Linked DNA regions of Mus musculus: all the other regions are linked to region 2. The links are chromatin contacts, called in public HiChIP or PLAC-seq and promoter capture Hi-C maps. All regions are on one chromosome and are shown on one strand. The core of a region is the stretch at or near the end of the contact, and the rest is flanking DNA. Distances in the headings are between cores, read along the strand shown.

Evidence for each region. Promoter capture Hi-C pulls out the DNA fragments that hold promoters and counts their contacts. HiChIP or PLAC-seq counts read pairs in DNA pulled down with a chosen protein or histone mark.
Region 1: a promoter capture Hi-C map of 3T3-L1-derived adipocytes shows a contact between it and region 2, with 6 times the contacts expected there. The contact joins the promoter of Mcm9 here to the promoter of Gja1 in region 2. A contact is called at or near these places in 4 of 39 promoter capture datasets (the 3T3-L1 cell line, 3T3-L1-derived adipocytes and cranial neural crest) and 1 of 115 datasets of contacts at active chromatin or transcription factors (extraembryonic endoderm stem cells).
Region 3: a contact with region 2 is called in an H3K27ac HiChIP or PLAC-seq map of epiblast stem cells, with 5 times the contacts expected there. The contact joins the promoter of Asf1a here to the promoter of Gja1 in region 2. A contact is called at or near these places in 3 of 39 promoter capture datasets (the 3T3-L1 cell line, embryonic stem cells and hippocampal neurons), 1 of 484 Hi-C or Micro-C datasets (granulosa cells), 2 of 115 datasets of contacts at active chromatin or transcription factors (astrocytes and epiblast stem cells) and 1 of 9 other capture datasets (embryonic stem cells).

Annotation. Positions count from the first base shown.
Region 1 is chr10:53,628,689-53,631,926 of GRCm38.p6, reverse strand. It overlaps Mcm9 (minichromosome maintenance 9 homologous recombination repair factor), which reads left to right and starts at 1,970. Exons shown (of 13, transcript NM_027830.3): 1 at 1,970-2,203.
Region 2 is chr10:56,375,842-56,379,222 of GRCm38.p6, reverse strand. Gja1 (gap junction protein, alpha 1) reads right to left here and starts at 1,923. Exons shown (of 2, transcript NM_010288.3): 1 at 1,705-1,923.
Region 3 is chr10:53,595,397-53,598,458 of GRCm38.p6, reverse strand. It overlaps Asf1a (anti-silencing function 1A histone chaperone), which reads right to left and starts at 1,498. Exons shown (of 4, transcript NM_025541.3): 1 at 1,161-1,498. The coding sequence starts at 1,269. The region is part of intron 7 of Mcm9 (minichromosome maintenance 9 homologous recombination repair factor); the gene reads left to right.

The sequences.
Region 1 (3,238 bases), core at 721-3,220, 2.7 Mb after region 2:
AAATAAATAAATAAATAAATAAATAAATAAATAAAATTCTATACTTTTTAAAAATGTATCACTCCAAGTCATTTTTAAAACCTCTTACCTACTTTTATGAGGATGGATAGGAGAGAGTGGTGACTGGGATGAGAAGTAAAGGTCTTCTGTGGGTCCTAAAACCCCTCTTCTCTCCAAGATGGAATGTTCACAACTCAGTTGTCATTACCATAGACCTGGCTATCAGTTTTATTGCCCGGCTCACTATAGGCCATGGTCTTCTGCAAGCTAATAGCTCTCTCTCTCTCTCTCCCTCTCTCTCTCTCTCTCTCTCTCTCTCTCTCTCTCTCTCTCGTGTGTGTGTGTGTGTGTGTGTGTGTGTATACACCTGTGTAAAGGCTATACTACAAGACTTAAGAGTGCTCTATTAGCCATTTATGGTGGTTCACACCCATAATCTTAAGAAGCAGAAGGACCGCAGACTGGAGGCTATTGTGAGCTACCTAACAAGACTGTGTCTCAAAAAAAATTTAATACTTCTACTCATTGTAGAGTCAAAAACGCAACCCTTACCTCAAAAGGAGAGAACAGTTTATCCTGGAACAAACTATGAGTGGCTATGGTCCAGTTTCTCCCCTTCCGTGGTCCAATGTACTAATAGTGCTCCAATGTGTGAAGTTTTTATAGGGACATAAAATCATTAAGATTGAACCAATGTATCATACAGGTGTACTGCTTAATTTCAAATGTCAACTTGCCTTAACCAAGAATTACCTCAGAAAAGAGATTTTTTTTTTTTTTGCTTGTTTGTTTTGTTTTGTTGAAATGTATCTGGCTGTCCTGGAACTCACTTTGTAGATCAGGCTGGCCTTAAACTCACTGAGATCAACCTGCCAGAATTAAAGGCCTTTGCCACCATGCCTAGCTGAGAAGGGAGTCTGAATTAAGGAACTGCCTGTATCAGATTGACCAGTAGGAATGTCTTTGAGACATTGTATCCTTAACTGATGTAAAAAGAGGGCCTGGCCCTAGGAAGTAACACCCTTAGGCTCTAATGTAGAAAGTCTTCAGGAACAATTTGAAGTTCAGAAAAACACTTATTAGTTGAGCTAGGGACATTTTGAGATCAGGGAACATGAACGGTGGCAGCACGTGCTGACATGACTCTCTTGCTGAAGCTGAGTTGGGGTCAAGATAATGAATTTCTTTTTTGTTTTTGTTTTTTCGAGACAGGGTTTCTCTGTGTAGCCCTGGCTGTCCTGGAACTCACTCTGTAGACCAGGCTGGCCTCGAACTCAGAAATCTGCCTGCCTCTGCCTCCCAAGTGCTGGGATTAAAGGCGTGCACCACCACGCCCGGCCAGATAATGAATTTTTTATATCCAATTTTGCCCTCAGCTGCCTGATTTGATTTAATAAAAATTGCTGATAGGTAGATGTGCAGTCAGAGGATTTAAAGTAGAAGTGACTTCACAAAACCGTAACACCACTTATAAAATTTAGCTCGAAATGGATCAGAGAACTACACGAAATGGAAAATATTGTGACGTGGAAGTAGGCAGATTCCTTAAATACATCGCCAACCCAAAAAAAAAAAAAAAACAAAAACAAAAAAAAAACAACAAAATCACTTGTGTTCTAAGATATCTGAAGGTGCAAACCAAAGTCGAGTCCCAGATCGCCCACATCCCGCCCTAATACGTCACCAGGGTTCCCCTTCTCTCCGCCCTAGTCTCCACCCCGCGTTCGCCCATCACCAATCCGCGGAATTCCTGCCAGCCTGAATTATCCACTTCACCCTAAACCCGCCCTCGAAGCCGGTGTCCCGCTCAAACCCCGCCCCATGCCTCCGAGACCCGCCCCTCAGACGTCTTGTCCGGCCCAAACCCCGCCTCCAGCTCCCCGAGTCCCGCCTCTCTCCCTGCTCCCGCCTCCCGCTCGCAGACTCCAGCGTCCGTCCTGGCGCGCGCCCGCCTGCGTCCGCACCCGGAAGAAGCCCCAGCGGCCGGAAAGTTGAGGCAGTGCGCGGCTCGGGGTCCGCGGGAAGCTCAAGTCCTTCAGAGGCCGAGCGAGAGCAGCGCGAAGAAGCCTGCGCGCCCCCGCGCAAGGCGGCCCCCTCGAGCGGCCGCGCGCACGCCCCGCCCCCTCCAACGCCGCGCGGGTCGGGCTGGGGCGACCACGGCCGCAGCGCGGTCCCGGCGACCAAGACAGTGCGTGTTGAGCCCGTAAGTGACCACCGCAGCGTGAGGTCCCGGGGGATCGTTTCCCTCCCGTGGTTAGCGTCAGGTCTCGTCCGCATCCTTTAATTTCTAAACTCCCCGCAGGGCTGGGAGGCCACAGCCAACCACCTGTGGATTAGAAGCGAATTTCCAAATGCTTTCCAAAGCATCCCTCCGCTAGGCTCTCGCTCGCCAGGCGGCCTGGAGGCGCGCAATGAGCGCGCACCCGCGAATGGCGCGCAACGCGGGATTGAGACGCGCGGGGCGTGGCCACAGCTCCCGAGGGGCGGGGCTACGCGAGCCTAGGTGAGGGACAAGGCTCTATCCCCAAACTGCTCTTTTTGGCGCCACCTTGCAGTGGATAGTATGAAATAAAGCAAAGCCATTTTATTTGTTTGGATGCCAGAGGCAAGAGGAGAGAGAATTTGATAGTTGTACAACCATCGTCCCCCCTCCCCTAGACAGTAAATGGCTTAAGTTTGTAACGGGATGCCTGAGTTTATAGGTTGATAAACTTGTCTAATTGCACGGATGTTGGAAAAAAAAAAAAAGAAGAAGAAAGCTGTGTTTAAAAAATATCGGTCTGTTTAACACTGTAATTTACCGGTTTAACTAGGCAAACATTTAACCTGCCCCTGTTAGGAACTTAAAATTCTTTGCCCGCCCTCTTTCTGCGCTGTTGGAGTTGGGTATGTTGTTAATTGTTGTTTCGGATTTCTGCTCTACATTCACTTTGTATTTGTAAAATCGTAAAGATATTCCTTTGGTCACTCTTGAGGGTAGTGCTGTGATTTTTTTTTCCCAGCTAAGATCCACATCATGAAATACTATGATCCCTTTCCCAAATAATCTCTTTTTTTACTCTTGGCTGATTGATTATGCTATTACCTAACCAAAACCAAGTCGCTTAGTATTTTAGTGTTGGCTTACTTTGACTGATTCTCTGAAAAATACTCTCTTAATCTCATACCAGCCTCCTGTACTTGTCAGTGTTCTTGGCTTAAGTGTGATGCAACTTTATACTTTATACCTCCCAGCTGA
Region 2 (3,381 bases), core at 674-3,173:
AGGGAAGCTGTCTCCCGGGGTGCTCGACCAAGACTCTGCCAGAGATGCCCAGCGAGCGTTGGGTGGATCCGAGGGCACTCACGGGGAGAACTCTGCTCGGAAGTCAAGGTTTGAATTTCCCAATCCTGAACGGATTTGCCTCAGCACACGTCAGTAGCTATGGCAGGGTTTCTCGAAGGGTCTTCTTTGCCCCTCCTTCTTCCGCCCCGCCTCATTCTTGGGGAATTTCAAGAGTTTCCAGGAGTGTTACAAGTGCATTTACCAGCACCGGGACTCCCTAGGTGTTTAGGGGACCTTCCCAGGGGCTCCACTCAGCCACCCGACGAGTTTAGGCAGAGAAACCGTGAAAAGGCGACTGGGAGGGCGCGGGGGACTTCAGACTGACAACTTTAATAAAGTCGCCCACTTGCTTTCTGACCGTCGGGCCGCGAGCCTGGCCTCCCCTCCCCCCCTCCGCAGCCAGCCGTCTGGACCGCGAAGCTGGGAGGCTGCGGGAAGCGCGAACGGAGCCCGTGATGATGCTAAGACTGGGCAGGAGGGGCCCGTGCCATCCTCTGCCCTAAAGCTTTCACTTCACAACGACTCGGCCTGGTCTGGTACAGAAAAAAAAGCCCTTCAATACAGACCCACCCTGATACTTCGGTGTGGATTTAGGCCGGTCAAAGTGCTTTACAGAATGTGTTACCAATTAAAAATAAAAGCTTTAAGACGGACCCCCTTCAAGCTGCACGTTAGCATCATTTTTGCTTAGTGCTTTGCACCCTCTGATGGCTCCAATTCAAAACTGTCCTAACAGCTCTGAAGTCACTACAAGTCCGGGCACGCAGGAGGAGTTGGGGGTGGAGAGGGGGCAGCTCTTTCTAAAAGCGCAGCTCTAAAAATCCCTTTTCCCCATTCCTTCTAGGAGCTCGCGTTCTAGCAGTTGATTTTGGAAAAGCAACCTGGCACACACTGTTTCTAAACGCCCGTTCTTCCTCTAACTCTCCGTAAGTCACCACCACCCATTCAAGATTTCTCGCGCCCGGAGTTGCCAGCGTGGAGTATTAAAAAAAAATGCTGGCTGTGCAGGCTAAGAGGTTCATCCCGTAGCATCGCACAGGCTTGCACAAAGTACCCACTGTTGGTCTAAAAACTCTAACCGCAGCACCCTGGTCTACGTATTTAGTGGCTTAGTCCTGAAAAGTCTAAGAGAGAACCACGTGGAAGTCAACTGCTGCCGCAGCGTCTCAACAAAGCACTCTGTTACAAAAGGAGTCTGCAGTTTCAAGGCAGTAGAACAGGCGACCGGATTTTCATAAGAAAAAAAAGAAGCGTGTAGTGTCCAGCACTATAGGAAGCAGGCTAAGCAAAGTTGACTGAGGTGCCCCCCCATCACCCCCACCCCCGCAACACCTTCTCCATTGGCGACTACAGAAAAGTGAAGTTAGGCTCCATAACAAAGAACTAAGTTTAGTAACTTGGTCCTTCCTTCACTCTAGTTGGAAAAAGTTTGAGCCTTTTACCTGTTGCACTCTCAGCGGAACTTTTTAAACAAACCCAAATCAAACTCAGCACGTGGAAATGACAAAGGCACTTTGAAGATCGTCGTTCTACTTACAGTATCCTAAGTCAAAGACGCAACGCATTTACAAAGCATAGAAGAGTTTCCCTTACAGAAAGAGACGCTACTAGGTAAAGTGGGTTTTTCTTTTTTTCAAAACTTACTCTTTCACTTAATGAAAGTGAAGCCGGCACGCCAAAGTGGTGGAACTCCTTGGAGGCTGAAGTCAAAGGAAAAGGAGAGTTCGGGCTCTCAGACCTGTCTGTTTAAAGTTTCAAAGTCTGCTGCTGTTGGGTACTTCCCTCACGCCTTTCCCCCAATGAAAGAAAAGTGCTGATACCTCGTAAAAGCGTTTTTTAACTTGGAGCACAGAGCTTTTAAAAGTTTCAAGCCACTGACTCAACTGGAAGGAGGGGCTAGGAGAAAGGGGAGGGAGGAAGAAAAGGCGGGGAGGAGGTGGAGTGGAGGCTGGCGAGCGTGGAGCTGAGCAGGCAGAAGAAGCAACCTGGTCAAGATAAAGTTGTAGTTTCAATGTGCTGACGAGAAGGGGAAAAAAAGTAAGAAATAGCTCTAGATGTACGTCAGCTACTGCGGGGCTGTGACTCCTCACAGATTAAAAAAAAAAACTGTTGGATGGGTCATTCCTTCAGGAGATGACCACGGGCAGTGAGAAGATGTCCCTTTTAGGTCACATTTCCTAAATAATAATGATAATAATAATAATATTACAATAAATAAAAATGGGGGGGGAGACAAGGTGAACTCGTGCAGACTTGTTCTGGGTTGCCCAAGGTGTGTGAAGCTTGAGGTGGGTGTGAGTGATCTTTCTTATGACCTAATTCTCTTCCTCTTAAACCCGGACAATTAACAAAGGAAAGAGGCGGTGGGCATGGGAAAGGCATTTCACAACCAGACCCGTGGAGTGGGATGTCTACTCTTCAGTTTCTCTGCTGCTTTAGGTAGTTTTCCTTATTCTTTTAATTAACAACAAGAAGATACATGTTCTATACTATGAATAAAAATAATATATCATGTATGTAACTCTTGTCTGAAACGTTGATAGGACCTCAACCCAATCTCCAAGGAAGTGAAGATCCATATCTTAGTCTTTTTTATGCCTACAATTTAACATTTAAATCGGCAGGGAGATGCCAGAATTGTCCCCCTCCTCCTCTTCCTTCTAACCGCTGCAGACCAGAGTTGCCAGACACAGCCTGTCTCAAAACTTCTTTCTCTCTTCCAATCCTGTCCCTCGGAAGCACTTTCAGGGAAGAGATGTGGGCCTGGTGACTGCCTGCCCACAGCTTCATGCCTCTCTCATCATACCTGATGGGGTTTATGAAAGCCTGAGTCATATGACCTCATTCCTAGGGTGGGCAGCTCCTTTGAGGGTTCCCAGATGCCCCCCACGAGGGCTTGTGATAGGGCGATAAACAGGCTTCAGCGGCGCTCCTGGAGTTAGGCCTTTGTATAGGCATCACCTGATGGAGCTGAACGTCTCACACTAATGTAAATAGCAGAACAAAGGATGGCGAAGACTTCCTGGGAAACATTTTCCTGCCGAAGCACCCTCTCACTAGGATGACTAAGGGAGTGCCATTTAAAACCTCACAGTTTAAGACCCCAGCATGTTCTCTTACTTTTGAGGTTCCTTTGTCTTTAACTTAAAGAAGGGAAGTAATGTTACAGATGCAGAAACTATAATCGGACTTTCAAGGCTTTATGTCCAGCAATGAATGTGATAATGTGACATTAGATTTTTTTAAAAAAAGATTTATTTATTTTATGTATATAAATACACTGTAACTCTTCAGACACACCAGAAGAGGGCTTTAGATCTC
Region 3 (3,062 bases), core at 249-2,748, 2.8 Mb after region 2:
TAAGTGATGGTTAGCCAAAGGAGTGAAGAGAAGGGGCTGTGACTTCCTTTTTACAATTTTTAAAGGTTTATTGCAATGGTTTTTATAATTAAAGTTAACATTCTACATGAAGTACATTGAAGAGATTATAAACTTTTAAATTAAAAGAGAAATTCTTTTCGTCATGATTAGGATAATACAAGGCATTTTGTCGAAATACTTTCAAGTCCCAAGATGTCCTCCTAGTTAACTAAAATTTAACACCAATGAAGTTAAACTTTTTGTTTCAAATGTTGAAAATGAAGCATTGATTTTAATAAAATCTAAGAAAAGCGTTAAGAAGCCATATTTTAGCTTTCTAAGTTCTGTATTACCTCACTATTTCGCATTTTTTAAACCGTAAAATGTACTTCAGAAAGGATTTTGCCTTCTATCTCCCAGCTAACGTTTGCATTTTCTCCATCTGCTTGGACGTGGAGTTATTTTAATTGCTTCTTCTTCACACGTTCTGGAGAAAGTCTTTCAGACTTTCTAAACGCCAGAGAAGTGCCTGGAATTGGTTAAGCACCCTGCTTCTGCTCTAGGGTGCCATGGAACTTCCCAGCCCCTCACCATTTCTCTCCGAGAGGTCTCTGTCCCCGGGGAGAGGCGGCGCACAGCATCCCGGGCGCCCGCGGAGAGCACGGCCGCCCCCCGGGAGCCAGGCGCCGAGGGGCCGAGCCCAGCGCCCGCCTTCCGCGCTGGTTGGTGGAGGGAGCCGGAGAGCGGCGCGAGGACAGCCTCGGCGGGGCTCGGGCGGGAAGGCGCGGGCCCGCTCGCCCCCGGCGGTCCGGAGCAGGCGTCGTGCCGCCGGGTAAGATGGCTCCGCTTCCCACCGGCCCAGCTTGCTCCCCACCGGGCCGTGGGGCCCTGGGGCCGCCGAGGCCGCACGACCCCCCGCCAGCGCCGCGCGAGCCGGGGGCCGCCGAGCGCCGCCCGCCGCAGACAAAGCTGACAACATGGCTCCCTCCGCCCGGCAAGTTGCTCGCAAGTTGCGGCGCGGCCGGCGTCCCTCAACTTCAAGTTTCCCTCGCATGGCCGCCCTCCCGCCGGCCGCCGGCCGCGGCCCACCCCGCGCGAGGCCGGGCCGGGAAACTTTAACGTCCGCCGCCGCAACTGACAGCCCGGCGCCACTCGCTCACCTTCAGACAGGTCCTCGATGCACTCGAAGGTGATCTCGAACTGGAACGGGTTGTAGAAAGGCGACGGGTTATCCAGCACCACTACATTGTTCACCTGAACCTTTGCCATATTTTGAAGAAAACACAAACAATGGGGCCGGGGCTGGCGGCACCACCGAGTCCCGCGCGCGGCCGCTCCGAGAGCGCAGACCCCCGCCCCGGCGCGGCGCGGCCCGACGTCGTGCAGCTGCGACTTGAGAAACTTTTTTTTCCTTTTTATTTACACGGCGGCACTCCACGGTGTTTTGCAGCTTTCCTATTTCACTAAACTACAGCCCATTCTGCCCTGATAACTAGCAGCGTTGCCCGCGATTGGCTGCCCCCGAGCTCTGACCCTCCTCCTCCAGCGAGGGCCGCGGCGGCGAGCAAGATGGGCTCCCGCTCGCAGAACGGACGGGAAACTTTCACTGCGGCTCCACCTGCTGGTGCGGACCAGGACAAAGGCGCAGAACAAAGTGAGTGGAATAGGGGCTGGGAGGCCCGCGCGGAGGCCGCCGGCGGCGGGGGAGGGGCGACGCAGGCCCCGCCCCCGCCCGGCGGGGCCGCGCCACACGTCGGGCGTGGCCGCGGCGGGACGGAGGGGGCGGGACCCGTGGGGTGGGCGGGGCCGGCGGTGGAAGCAGGAGGGCGCGAGGCGGCCCCGTGTGTGTGCGCAGCATGGGCCTTGGGGTTTTTCGGGTTTTCTTCCAGCCTTTAACGCTTCCCCCACCAGTGCCGGCGGCTTTGCTGGCTCTGCTGGATTTAGCAGATAAGGTGTGCTTTGCAGCCCTTGTCAGGCCCAACTAGCTGTCTGTGCTTCTCGCAATCGTAATGGTAGAGAATAGGGAGAAGGGCTGGTTGCAGTGGGAATAAATTGCATTTTTATAGCCCATGTCAGCTCGAAAGGAGCAAGCCATTTTGGAATTCAAGTTCTTGGCCACGACAGTGCGGTGAAATAGATACAAAATGAGGGCGGGGTGATTTTACACACACACACGCAGGCTAGAAAAAAAATATGCGATCTTCAGCTGCATGTTGGATTTCTTCCCATTTAATAACTGAAAAGATGTAAAACAAAACAAAAAAAAAGAAATAAAAGGGGGAAAACGTGATCAGTTACAGCGAGGCTTCTGTTGTTGGGGGGGCACAGAGAAAGAAGTCAAAAGTCGAGAAAATGGAAGTGTCTGAAGGCCAAAGGACAACAAATGTATTTTTGGTGGAATATGAGAAAGGAGAAAGCACAGATAACATGCCATTTGCTCTTCAAGGCATTTATAACAAACATTCATAAGTGAAAAAGTGCAGCACACCAATTCTGAGGAGACCTTCCATGCCTGTGACGCCTGTGAGACCATTTCAAGGCTGACTGGAGGAAAAGTTGCTTGTTTATGGTACTTAGCCACTGTGGGTAGACTAGGAAACAGGAAACGGAAACCTAACACCTTTGTGAATGTGAACTGATTCTTTTTACTGTGGAGGTGTTACTCATAAACCATTGGGTTCTTTTCTTTTTCCTTATAAATGAAACTACTAAACTATTCAATAAAATCCGGAGTGAAAATTATGTCTTAGTATTAATCTGCAAGTGAAGTTTCTGCTAGTGTGCAGAATTTAATTAATCTTCCTTGGACAGGTTGAGACTCAACTGGATTGCTGTGGATGATCTGTCCTTGTCCGAAGACCTTTAGTTATCATGAAGCAGGGCCTTCCATGTTTAAGGAGATTAAAGTGGGGAGAGAGCCACTTTTATTGTCAGTACGCTGGGCAATCGGTGTCCATCAGTTCAGTCACCATTGTTTTTGTGCATCAGAGTAAAAGTCACACTGTGGTAGTAGGCAAGATGACCATGGCTGGTAAATAATACACGTAGCTCTTATTAACCCT